Regions from separate parts of the Danio rerio genome. Here region 2 is linked to region 1. Evidence: chromatin contacts called from public Micro-C data. All regions are on one chromosome and are shown on one strand. The core of a region is the stretch at or near the end of the contact, and the rest is flanking DNA. Distances in the headings are between cores, read along the strand shown. Region 1 overlaps mcu (mitochondrial calcium uniporter). Region 2 holds the start of micu1 (mitochondrial calcium uptake 1).

What was found. Hi-C and Micro-C count contacts between places; a contact is called where the count stands out from the background.
Region 2: a contact with region 1 is called in a Micro-C map of caudal fin, with 4 times the contacts expected there. The contact joins the promoter of micu1 here to the enhancer-like site in region 1. A contact is called at or near these places in 2 of 18 Hi-C or Micro-C datasets (caudal fin and hematopoietic stem cells).

Annotation. Positions count from the first base shown.
Region 1 is chr13:4,702,082-4,708,344 of GRCz12tu, reverse strand. mcu (mitochondrial calcium uniporter) reads left to right here. Exons shown (of 9, transcript NM_001077325.1): 3 at 5,624-5,684. Among named protein-coding and RNA genes, the nearest start is that of oit3, 40 kb to the right of the region's middle. Within about 2 kb of position 2,629, at least 5 of the 62 cell types and tissues checked have an H3K27ac peak or open chromatin away from gene starts, as enhancers often do. A contact at or near this core is called in caudal fin, where this site is marked.
Region 2 is chr13:4,820,435-4,826,697 of GRCz12tu, reverse strand. micu1 (mitochondrial calcium uptake 1) reads right to left here and starts at 2,571. Exons shown (of 14, transcript NM_001083833.1): 1 at 2,421-2,571.

The DNA.
Region 1 (6,263 bases), core at 1,380-3,879:
AAAATAAGCCTTCGTTCATCAGTAATATGTCTGTAAATATCATTAATGTGAAAAGAAACAAAAGTTGTTGGCATCATACTGCCCTGTAATAAATTTTTTTTAACCAAAAAATTGCAGACAAACACATATTGTATTATACATATAAGTATTATATCTGTATTCATTAAGGGTGTCACGATCCTCCAAATCCTCGATTCGATTACATTTTTGATTCAAAAGTCACGATTCGATTTTCGATTATGAATAATTAATTAATTAATGACCAATTAATTATTTATTTGTAGCCTACCGTTTAAACTACCTGACCTGCATGGTCTTTGTTTTACCCATAAACAAATCATACAGTAAATGAATAAAGGTAAGATACACACATAATTACCACCTGTCAATCACTTTTTCTGCGGGACTCGTGAATAGGCAGTGATCTGTGTCGTTATAATGGCGTCGGTAAAAAAAGACGCACAACCAACAGGAACCAGCCAACAGTATCTGAGGTGTTCGCTAAAATCACTAAGTACAAGTGAGTGAAAGATTGAAGCAGTCTACTGATCCTCTTGACTGCCTGAACGCGCTGTCTCGAGCCCAGGGATGTGTGTGTGCGTCTGTGTCTGTGTGTGTGTGTCAGAGGTAGAGAGGAAGGAGGGCTGCTCAGAAATGCTACACGCCACTGTGGATGTCAAATCGTTGTCATTCTAAAATGCCATTTAAAAACAAAGACAGTTTAAACAGGGCCTGAGTGTGTACTTTTCGCGAGCGGATTTGCAACGGGGGCGGGCGGAGGATCACGATGTCGGTGTTGTCTATCGGACGAACCCTAATACGTACATAGCAGAGCTTGCAAAACTGTGTTGTTTTTTTTTGTCGACAACATGAACGTTGTCAACATAACTCACTGGAAATCCAAAATGCCTACACACCGGCGACTTCATTGAAAGAGGAGAGGATTTAAGCTCTGTCGACGGGTCTCCTGCTTCTGCAGTTTAACAAGCACTTCTACAAGCCTGTTTTTTCCCGCTTGGCAAGCCAAGCTGACGTGACATGGGGGCGTGGCAGCGTCAACGATTCTATTTTTTGATTCGATAATCGAAATTGAGCATAAATTTCGATCCATTTCGATTAAAAATCGAAATCGTGACACCCCTAGTATTGATGTAAGTATTTGCAGCCTCACAAAAATGCATGCTGAAGCACGTAATTCCAATGAGCCCAATTATCATATGGCTAAAGGATGAGGAAATTCAGTCAAGCTACTGCTTGATTCCAAGAGTTACTCTTAGTCCGGGATCTCAAGAAGTCTAATGATGACATGCTGGGATTTTCTATAAACTCGCAAGTTGTAACATCATAACTAGGCTAAGTTGTAACTTGTAAGCGTCTGCATCTGACATCTGCTCCTTTGTGCTTCATCTAAGCATGTAGGTCACAGTGTTACAGTAGACTGAATCATTTGCTTACATTGGGAATGAAAGGAGATGTTAAGAGCAAGTGTTTTTAGAGGAAATACACCTGGAGCAACTACCGTAAGTGCTCCAGGACAAACTGATAGGTCATAACTTGCTTCCCACTTAGTCCTTGTGCGAACCAACAACCGTCCCATTACGAGACCTGAGCTTTGACTGCTGCTCCAATGACTCGATGCTAGTAAGTCTGCTCTGTGTGTAAATGCCGTGGAGTGTTTTGGAGTGCCGTCAGGTTAGTGGGGCAGTGTGTGCGTGTAGGTGGAGAGCCAGTGCGTAGATATGTGATGCGTAGGTGCAAATATCCAGAGATCTATTTCAGGAGGACATGGAACAGCTTCGAAAGCATTGCTGAGTCTGAATCAAAACTATTCGCCTTGACTCCCAAGTCTTGTTAAGGCAAGTCATTTAACTCGGCGGCCATCTTTGAAACACCTCTCGGGAAGTACGCTTGGACTTGGGCATGAGGAAACCTCGATCTCTCCAAAATTGTTTGCAAACCCTGCTGAAAAAAAACAGCTTAAACCAGCCTAAGATGGTTGGCTGGTTTAAGCTGGTCGACCAGCCTGGTTTTAAAGGGGTTTTGGACATTTCCAGACTGGTTTCTAATCATTTCCAGCCTGGTTTTAGCTGGTCAGGCTGGAAAATGTCCAGCTAAAACCAGCCTGGTTTAAGCTGGACAAAGCTGGTTTTGGCTGGGCTCCAAGCCTGGCTAGGCTGATCAAGCTGGTTTTAGCTGGTCATTACCCAGCCTGACCAGCTAAGACCAGGCTGGAAATGATTAGAAACCAGCCTGGAAATGGCCAAAACTCCTCTAAAACTAGCCTGGTCGACCAGCTAAAACCAGCCAACCAGGCTTTTTCAGTAGGGAAGCTCACGATTATTTACGTTTCATATTAGGGATGATCAATAAAACTAAACAATGGTCTCTTTAGTTTAATTTCTAAATGTTTGAATCACACAAGAAACTCAAGTCTTGTCCGAGCCCCTCCCCTGAAGAATCTTCAGTCTGTATCGATCAATGAATGGCTCCTGTACTTGGAGGCAGGGCTTCATCTGCCATACTGACCGTTACACTTTTCCTCATTCAAAACTACACGAGTAACATGTCTTATGTATTCTATAGTCCTTGACACTAGTCGGACTCCAGGTGCATGCTGAAATGACCACTCGGCAAACCGTTTGTGCTCATAAGCATTGTGTAGTGCATATATCTCCTGAATTTCTGTCATCTTAATATAGAAACTGCATTCAGTTTGGTCACAACTCCATTTCTCTCTGCCTTCTATTTCTATATTTGTCTCGAGCCTTGTGGTGATTGTCCTCTCTAGAGGCACAGTGGAAATCGTGATGTATTTTCCCTGGATTCAAAACATGTGGTTCCCTTCTGGCTGCCTTTCACTTCAGAAACACCCAGCTGCTGGTTCCCGAAAGATGGATGTTTTTTTAGGCTTTAAGGTTGTTGCACACTGAATCTGAAATATACATATATACATTTTAGTGAACTATTTATTCTCTCATGTTTTGACTATTGTTGCTGTTTACTTCATTGTGGAGTATGAACCTACGTCACCCTTGTCCATTATTGGATCTATTCCTAGTCTGTGTTGAAAATAAATACACAAAGTACTTAAGAGTTATTAACTTCGCATTCTCATGATTCAGTGGTTCTTGCGTTTTGAGGACTAAACATTTTGATCTGCGATCTCAGCTCGGTCTTAGCCTGCTGTCAGGCAAGCCTGAACAAATGGGGTATGCCACAACTATTTAAACAGATTTGACTGTGCAAGTGAAATGTTTGTGTTGCTGTCCTGCTGAAAGGCTCATGCAACCCTGAACTAAATTTTCTGAGATTTCAACAGATTTGTGTGTGTTGAACATCAATTAAGACAACATTAGCATCTGTTAGTTTTAATTGTAGGGAATAACTTGCACATTTCGAGCTTTTTCCTTTATTTTCATCTTGAAAGCCAGTGTTGGGCAAGCTACTTGAAAAATGTAATGAGCTAAGCTATTAGCTACTCTTCTTCAAATGTAGCTTAACTACACTTAAAGCTATCTTTTTTGAAATGTAACGAGCCAAGCTAAAAGCTACTTGGCAAAAGTAGCTAAACTACATCTTAGCTATTTTTGTAATTTTCATTTTTAAATCAAAGCTACTCAAATCCAAGTCAATCATATCTTAGTGATCATAAAACTGTCATAAGGCAGAATAGTTCAGTTCAATTATTTATTGTAAATAATAAGCTGTACTAAACAGAAACATTATAGTATACACAGCACAGTATATATATATATGTGTGTGTGTGTGTGTGTGTGTGTGTGTGTGTGTGTGTGTGTGTGTGTGTGTGTGTGTGTGTGTGTGTGTGTGTGTGTGTGTGTGTGTGTGTGTTTGTGTGTGTTTGTGTGTGTGTTAAACAGAGCAAGGGAATTTTCACAGTATGTCTGATAATATTTTTTCTTATGGGAAAAAGTCTTACTTATTCTTATTAAAAGTCTTGTTTTACTTCGGCTAGAATAAAAACAGTTATTAATTTTGATAAAAACATTTTTGGGACAAAACTATTAGCCCCTTTAAGCTAATTTTTTTCCCGATAGTCTACAGAACGAACCATCGTTATACAATAACTTGCCTAATTACCCTAACCTGCCTAGTTCACCTAACTAACCCAGTTGAGCCTTTAAATGTCACTTTAAGCTATATAAAAGTGTCTTGTAAAATATTATTTACTGTCATTATGGCAAAGATAAAATAAATCAGTTATTAGAAATAAGTTATTGAAACTTTTCTACTTAGAAATGTGCTGAAGCAATCTTCCCTCCATTAAACAGAAATTAGGGAAAAAAATAAACTGGCGCTAATAATTCAGGGGGGCTAATAATTCTGACTTCAACTGTGTGTGTGTGTGTGTGTGTGTGTGTGTGTGTATATATATATATATATATATATATATATATATATATATATATATATATATATATATATATATATATATATATATATATATATATATATATATATATACACACACACACACACACACAATTAAAATGTATATAGATATTTACAACTCTCCATTAATGAATTACACTACAAAATGTAGTATCATTATTAACTATCCTGAACTAATAGTAATTACCATAGCATAGTTTAGCCTTTACTCCTCTCCCTCAGTCATCTTTCAATCAAGCAATTTTCTCATATCAACCCAATGATTGTTTGGCGACATCAACATCTGAGTGGATTCTTGAACACTGGCCATTGTGTTCACATGCTTAATAGATATGACAGTGATTGGCTATAATGATCATCGGTTTACAAGACACTTGAGTCTTTGAAATTCACGTCTATCAGCTGATCCGTCAGCGGATTAAAGTTGCATTCAAACCCTGATAGACACGACTTTCAAACACTCCAGTCAGACTTTTTTGTCACTTTAAAGTAGATATGTGTGTGTCGTGTAGAAATATGCGGTGTTGTCGTTGAGTATCGCAATAACAATATTTCATACAATATCACATTTCCCTAGAAAAATGCTGTTTTTATTACATATGTTTTTAAGTCTTTTATTTGTTTATTGATATTTCAATTAATAGTTTAAATGTATTTTTCAGATCTATGTAAATGTAATTGTATGTAATTCAGACTAAAAGATGTTTATGTTTAGTCTTTAAATCACTATCAGTAAAGAACTCTCGGTTCCCACCATCAGTGTTTATGGGTTTAGCTTTGGGCCGTTCCAGCCAATAGCAGAACAGCAGCTACTTGTGAGGACTCATCTGATTGGTCAAGTTTAGATATAAACAACCAATACATAAATAAATGTAATTTGCGATAACAATACTTTCACAATATATTGTGCAGCCCTAGTATAATATAAAATCTTGCGTTTCCTCACTTGTTACCTCTGATGTTTTGTCAGAGTCAGTATTGATGCCTGTCACTGACAGATGCCTGTGCTTGTCTCCCTTTTCTCTCCTGTCTTTGCTCTGTCACACACACTACACTTTCTCCTTACAGCTTTCATCACCCATTTTAGTCACTTTTTTATTATAATTTTTTTTTTTTTGTAATTCCCAGGTAGATTTAACCTGAAAGAAGAGCTGTTTAATGACTTTTTAATAAAATTGAATATCAAATGACCTCTCCTTTTGTTTTATTATAGGGCTGGAAGGGCTCCCCCTCATGGCAGGTTCAAAGACTATTGTGTTCACCTGCTGCAGAAGGTGAGTCTTCATGATTTGTTTATTTAAACACATGCAAATACTTGCAAGGTTTTTGCATCACTGGAATGGTTTACAAACTAGAGCTTTGCTGTGACCCTGTCTACTTATAGACTTCAGAGACATGTTTTCATTTCAGTTTTCTCCGAAGGCATTTCAGAGAATTTTTTTTTTAATATAGAGTTCAAAGCCTTGAACCAAACCAACAATATTGAACATTTACACAACAAATACTATTGGATTTAAAGTAAATATCTTTAAATCCTGAAGAGAAGATGCCATTAAGATCATAAATGTAAAGTACTTTAGTTATATCTGATGTTTGTGTAATCAAATGTAATTTAGTCTGGGTTTTTATATCATTTATGTGATAATGTTAGTTTATACTACTTTAATAAATGGCCTAATAATAATTATTAGTAGTGGTGTAAAGTAACAAATTACAAATACTCAAACTATTGTAATTGAGTAGTTTTTCTCAGGAATTGTAAATTACCGAGTAGTTTTAATAATGTGTACTTTTACTTTCCCCCTTTTTTGTTTGCTGTACATTTTTAGTGCGATATTGGTACTTTTACTCCA
Region 2 (6,263 bases), core at 1,322-3,821, 120 kb before region 1:
ACAATTTAACGTTAAAAGATTGTGATCTCAATTCAAACCCGCGCAGCATGAATGATAAATGATGGTGATTTGCATGTGTTTATTAATCCTTCAAATCGCTGCATTCAAATCTGCATTTGATCGAGAGAGATTACGTTCTTACACTTTTTCAGTTTGTTACAAACAGTTAAATAGCACAGATGTACTGGGAGCACAGTTTATAGCTCAGATAAACACACTGATGTTTATGGTAAAGATTAAGGCCCAATCCCAATTCTACCCCTTAGCCCTTCCTCTTACCCCTCATTTTGTACATTCATGTAAAGGGATATGGGTTTCCTAATTCTTTTTAGCTTGAAGGTGTAGGGTTAAAGGTAAGGGGTAGATCCCTCTTCGAACAGAGATTTTTCAGGACCACACTCGAAACCAAGGGGTAAAAGAATTTCCCAGAAAACACCAGCCATAACGGCAGCATAGCCGCACCCGGAAGATAGGAGATCCACAAATTAGTACTTTTTGTGAACTTTTTTTTTACAACAAGCACATGTTTTAACTAGCCTGATCTCACGAGGAAACGTAAGTATTTTACGTTTTGTCAGTTTTAGTGGCTAAAGTTGAGTCATACAAAAATGTACGATTTTAAAAAGGAGGCGTGGCTTCTAACGCCACCCCTAATCCCAACCGTCATTGGGTGATGAGCAAATCGTACTAAATTGTACGAATTAGATCGTACAAATTCATACGAATTAGCCAATAAATTAAAAAGTTACGAATTGCCATGTGATTGCGTTGGTTTTTATACATTTATAACCGCGTTCATGTTTTACCATCATGCCATTTAAAAATAGGGTAGGGGAAAGGGGTACAAAAATAGAATTGGGATTGTACATAAAATCACAGTTTAAGGCAACTTGACGCTGGTGAATGTTGTAGCAATTACATTGTGTAACCAATTGGTGGCGACATATAACCATCTAAACGATGTCACTGAATAGGTTTTAAAAAATGGTCGAGCTATAATGAAACTTGAAATTTTATGTGCGAGTTGTTGAATCATTAATTGAAAATAAATATGATACTTTGAACATGATGTTCTATTTCTATATTTAGCATTATCAGCAACAGTAGCATAGATAATCTTTTGTATTGAATATTTTTTCTTTACTCAGCTGATTCTTTTTTGATTTTTATTTGTAATAAAATTACAGGTTCTGTTTGTTAAACCAATGGTTTTTACAGTAATGTTTTGTATAAATGGAAAGCAAATGATATTCGTCTCCTCCCTTTTTGCTGATGCAAAAAATGGTCCGATCCGTGACTCAATAACTACAGCATGATCCGAACCATGAGACTGGTGATCTGTTACACCACTACTAAACACTCAAAAAAACACTGACCTTTTTTGCTTGTCCAAACTACTAAAATGAGATCCTAAATCTACAAAGTGAGCAACAAAATTCTTAAGTTTTTTTGGGACTTAATTGTTTCATGTTAAATCAGCTTAAATTTGTGAAAAACAATTTAGTAAAAGGTAAGGTTAGTTTTATATTCACGCATTTATTCAGAAACAACTTGTGACATGTTGCCTATATTGTTTACCATGGAAGTTTGAACATTTGGTCTGAAATCATATGAAAGCATGACTTCAAAACAACATTAGCACTATTTAATTGACTGTGAATAACGTACTTTAATAGTAATTGGCTGTTAATATGACTTCTCTATTTAGAATTTGCAAGAATACTGTAATGAAATTATATTATTAAAGAGAAAGTCTGAATGTGTGAATATAAAACCAATTCTAGCTTTGGAAGCCAGCATTTCTTTTGTGTATTTCATTATACATAGTGTATTTCTACAATCTTTTTATGAATTAGAATTTAATGTTTAGAGTTCTTCTAAACAACAACAAAAAATTGCCCAGAGTACATGTAAAAACAAACCAAAAAACATGGTATGTATCGCGAGATATGACATATACATTAATACCAACAATGTCAACACGATATTTTATAAACACTTGTCAATGTTAAAAAAACAAAAACAGTCAAATAACGATGTCACTGCCTCACAATTATAACATAAACTGTGTTTTTCTATGTCTCTTTTCAACATGGACACGTTACATCAGCTTTAATATTGAGCTGAAGTTGTTATTATGATGATCTGAGGCGATGTGCAGCTGGAGCATTAGCATGAGCTACACAGCGATTACATATTTAACTGCTTCCTTTACTGAGAAACATTAAATATACTATTATAAGACGTCTAGCAACATGGGGATTTGTCATTCTAGACCTTTCAGCTTAAGCATGCCATGAAGATACGACCAGTCACGTAACGTTACAGGGAAAACTCTCCTATCTGAAATCACACTAGATTTGGCTAGTCTCGCTAACTTAGCCCCTTGATGTTAAAGCGAGCGGGTATTATACACTTACTCAGACACTTAAGGCAACGTCAGATAAAGTCCTGCAGGAAAGATGTTTTTCTGTAAGAACTGCAGATTCCTCTACGATTCTGCTTTAACGTTAGTCGCGTTGACTTTCTGCGCTGAAGTTCCGCGTCTACGGAGGCCGAACACACACAAACACACCCACAGCAAACGTCAAGCCTCCGCCTCCCCTTATCTGCTCAGTCTGTGGGATCTTCCATCAGTTTGCAAAACACTCCGTTCTTCTTCTTCTTCTTCTTCTTCTTCTTCTTCTTCTTCTTCTTCTTCTTCTTCAATATATATTGGCGGTTGACAAACAACAAAATTGTGTATTTCTAAACACTCAGTTTGATAGGTGAGGACGTTAAAAACCTGTTTTGTTCTTTTAGAAGAGGCTTGTTGACATGGCGTTACATTTTCACACACGACAAAAAATTACTTAATTAGGGTTGTCATCCTTTAAAACGCTGCAAATGGTTAACATGGTTATGAAGTATGATTTTGTTCTACATAACAACATCCCTCATTATACCCAAAACCTAAACCCATCTTCCATTTTACTAACTGTTAATAAGCAGCTAATTAACGGTTTATTGAGCTAATAGTCTTAGTTTGTGGTTTGTTAATAGCATTAATGGAACTTGAAATAAAGTGTTACCAAAATTATTTATATTTCCAACAGGTTTTATGATAAATAAGATGTTACTGTTGTCGTTATTTTTAATATTATTATTACTATTAATACAATAAATACATTAGAAATATTGGATACGGGTGACGCAGTGGCACAGTTGGTAGCACTATCGCCTCACAGCAAGAAGATTGCTGCTTTGAGCCTCGGCTAGGTCATTTCTGTGTAGAGTTTGCATGTTCTCCCTGTGTTCATGTGGGTTTCCTCCGGGTGCTGTGATTTCCCCTACAGTCCAAACATATGCGTTATAGCTAAATTGAAGAAACTAAATTGTCCACATGTGTGTGAATGAGTGTGTATGGATGTTTCCCTGTACTGGGTTGCAGCTGAAAGGGCATCCGCTGTGTAAAACATATGCTGGATAAGTTGGCGGTTCATTCTTTTGTAGCGAACCCAGATTAATAAAGGGACTAAGCTGAAAAGAAAATTAATGAATGAGTGTGTGTGTGGATGTTTTCCAGTACTGGGTTGGATCCGCTGTGTAAAACATATGCTGGATAAGTTGGCGGTTCATTCCGCTGTAGCGAACCCAGATTAATCAAGGGACTAAGCTGAAAGGAAAATCAAAGAACGACGTTATAAATAATGGATACTATGCTCTCCATACACATTCTACTGTAAGGTTGGAAATGTATTACTGTATCTTCACCTTTTGGTTAAAATTAAATATTATTTCAGTATTCAAATATATGTTTTATTGAACAACACAGAAATAGCCTATATTTACCATATATTCAAAATATATATGGGCAGCGCGGTGGCACAGTGGGTAGCACTGTCACCTCAAAGCAAGAAGGTCGCTGGTTTGAGTCCCGGCTTGGTCAGTTGGCATTTCTGTGTGGAGTTTGTATGTTCTGCGTGGGTTTGCTCCGGGTACTCTGGTTTACCCCACAAGTCCAAACAGATGTGCTATAGGTGAACTGAATAAACTCAATTGGCTGAAGCGTATGTGTGTGAATGCAAGAGTGTATGGGTGTTTCCCAGTACTGGGTTACAGCTGGAAGGGCGTCCGCTGCGTAAAACATATGCTGGATACGTTGGCGGTTCATTCCGCTGTGGCGACCTCTGATTAATAAAGGGACTAAGTCTAAAAGAAAATGAATGAATGAATGAATGAAAATATATATTTTGGACTGGATTTTTTTCTTTGCTTTTTTTCCGGTATGAAAAGGGATTAACAAAATGGTTCAACTCAACTGTTTAACTCTAGAGGAGTTGTAAAATGAGCCTAATTCCTAATTTCTTTAAGTCTTCTGATCTCCTGACATTCATTTCCAAAGTTTATTACAACTTTTTACATTTATTATGTAATACATCTGTAAGACTATGCTTTTGTCTTTTGTGCTGTGTTTCATTGTGTTGTTATTAATAGTAGTACATCACCATGCCAGAAAATCCAGATAAACTAGATATGGGTGATACGGTATGTAACTTTTAACTGGTTTGAACGTAGTTGCTATCTGCATAGACTTATTCATTCATTCATTCATTCATTCATTCATTCATTCATTCATTCATTCATTCATTTTTCTCAGGCTTAGTCCCTTTATTCATCAGGGGGTTGCCACAGTGGAATGAACCGCCAACTTATCCAGCATATGCTTTACACAGCGGATGCCCTTCCAGCCACAACCCAGTATTGGGAATCACCTATAGCGCATGTGTTTGGACTGTAGGGGGGGGGGGGGGTCAACTGACTCAGGCGAGACTCAAACCAGCAACTTTCTTGCTGTGAGGTGACAGTGCTAACCACCGTGCCGTCCTACCTACACTTAATCAGCTGATTAATCAACATGCCTGTGAAGCAAAGAATTGGTACAGACCACCGTGGCTATGTCAGTAGAATTAACCAAGATTTAAAGAGGGCCTATTATGCAAAAATCACTTTTATAAGGGGTTTAAACACAGTTGTGTAGCAATAGTCTGTGATAATATCCAGCTTCTAATGGTATTAATTTAATAACTCTCTGTTTTATATTCAGACTTGATAAATACAGTTTGCAGAAACAATGCATGGTCTGTGCGCATGGTGAATGCGTGTAACCTGAAGCTTTTGTAATCTGACTAACCCGGATGTAGTTTTTTGTAGTCCCCAAAATTCATTCGCTGTAGGCTTTGCTAAGCTAACTCTTTAAAAGCCAATGTCTCCCTTTGCATTAAAATTTGAGCGTCTTACATTCAGAGATGTTGTTTCTGTTCACACAGCTACATTACACATCAGCTAAAGTTTTAAATATGATATCGTAGTGGACCACCCCTTTAAAGCGACAGTCACCAAAAATGGCACAATTTGGATCAAAGCACATAAAGAGGCAGATTAAAAGAGTTATAAAACCTTATTTGTGTGGTGTTTTGAGTTAAAACTTCACATACACACTCTAGGGAAATCAGAGACTTATTTTGCATCTTGTAGAAAGAGGCATAATAGGTCCCCTTTAAAATACAGTTCTGATTAGCTGACCAGCTTGATCATAGAACGGTATGCCTTTCCAGGTGGGCTTGGTTATAAGCACTTAAAATTCAATATCTTCTTGTGTTAAGATGGATATTTGATTTAGCTGAATGATTTAATTTCTTCCTCAAGATGTCTGGCAGCCTCAGATGGCTCAATAACTGCAGTATTTGCCCAAAGCACAGAACACAGGAGCTGAGGACCACAAATAGGCCACATTTTTTTCTCCCCACATGTTTGAACTTGCTCAGTTCTTATTCCATTTCTTCAGCCCTTCTCTTTCCCCTGTGCTTCTCGATACATAATTTGTCCTCTAGCGTTACCACACACACACATTCTCTGCAAAATACACTATTTGCAAAATTTCCCCTCTGAATCAACCAACCGTGAAACAGGATCTGAATAAGCTTGGGTGCGTAGAGGATCCATTCGCAAACTATTCTGTTTTGAAAAACTCTTGGAGACCAGATCTTCAGCAGTTAAATGTAGGTTTAGAATATGGCTTGTATGTCACCAGGTTGCCAAGAGTTCACTGGTTGTCATAACATGTTAAATAATTAGCCACCATGCAATCCAGTTAGATCTGAATAATTATACATACAAAGCTAGACAATGTGGCAATGACTGCGTGTCAAATTGTTTGAATTAAGATCATATATTCATTCATTTTCCTTCGGCCTAGTCCTTTTATTCATCAGGGGTTGCCA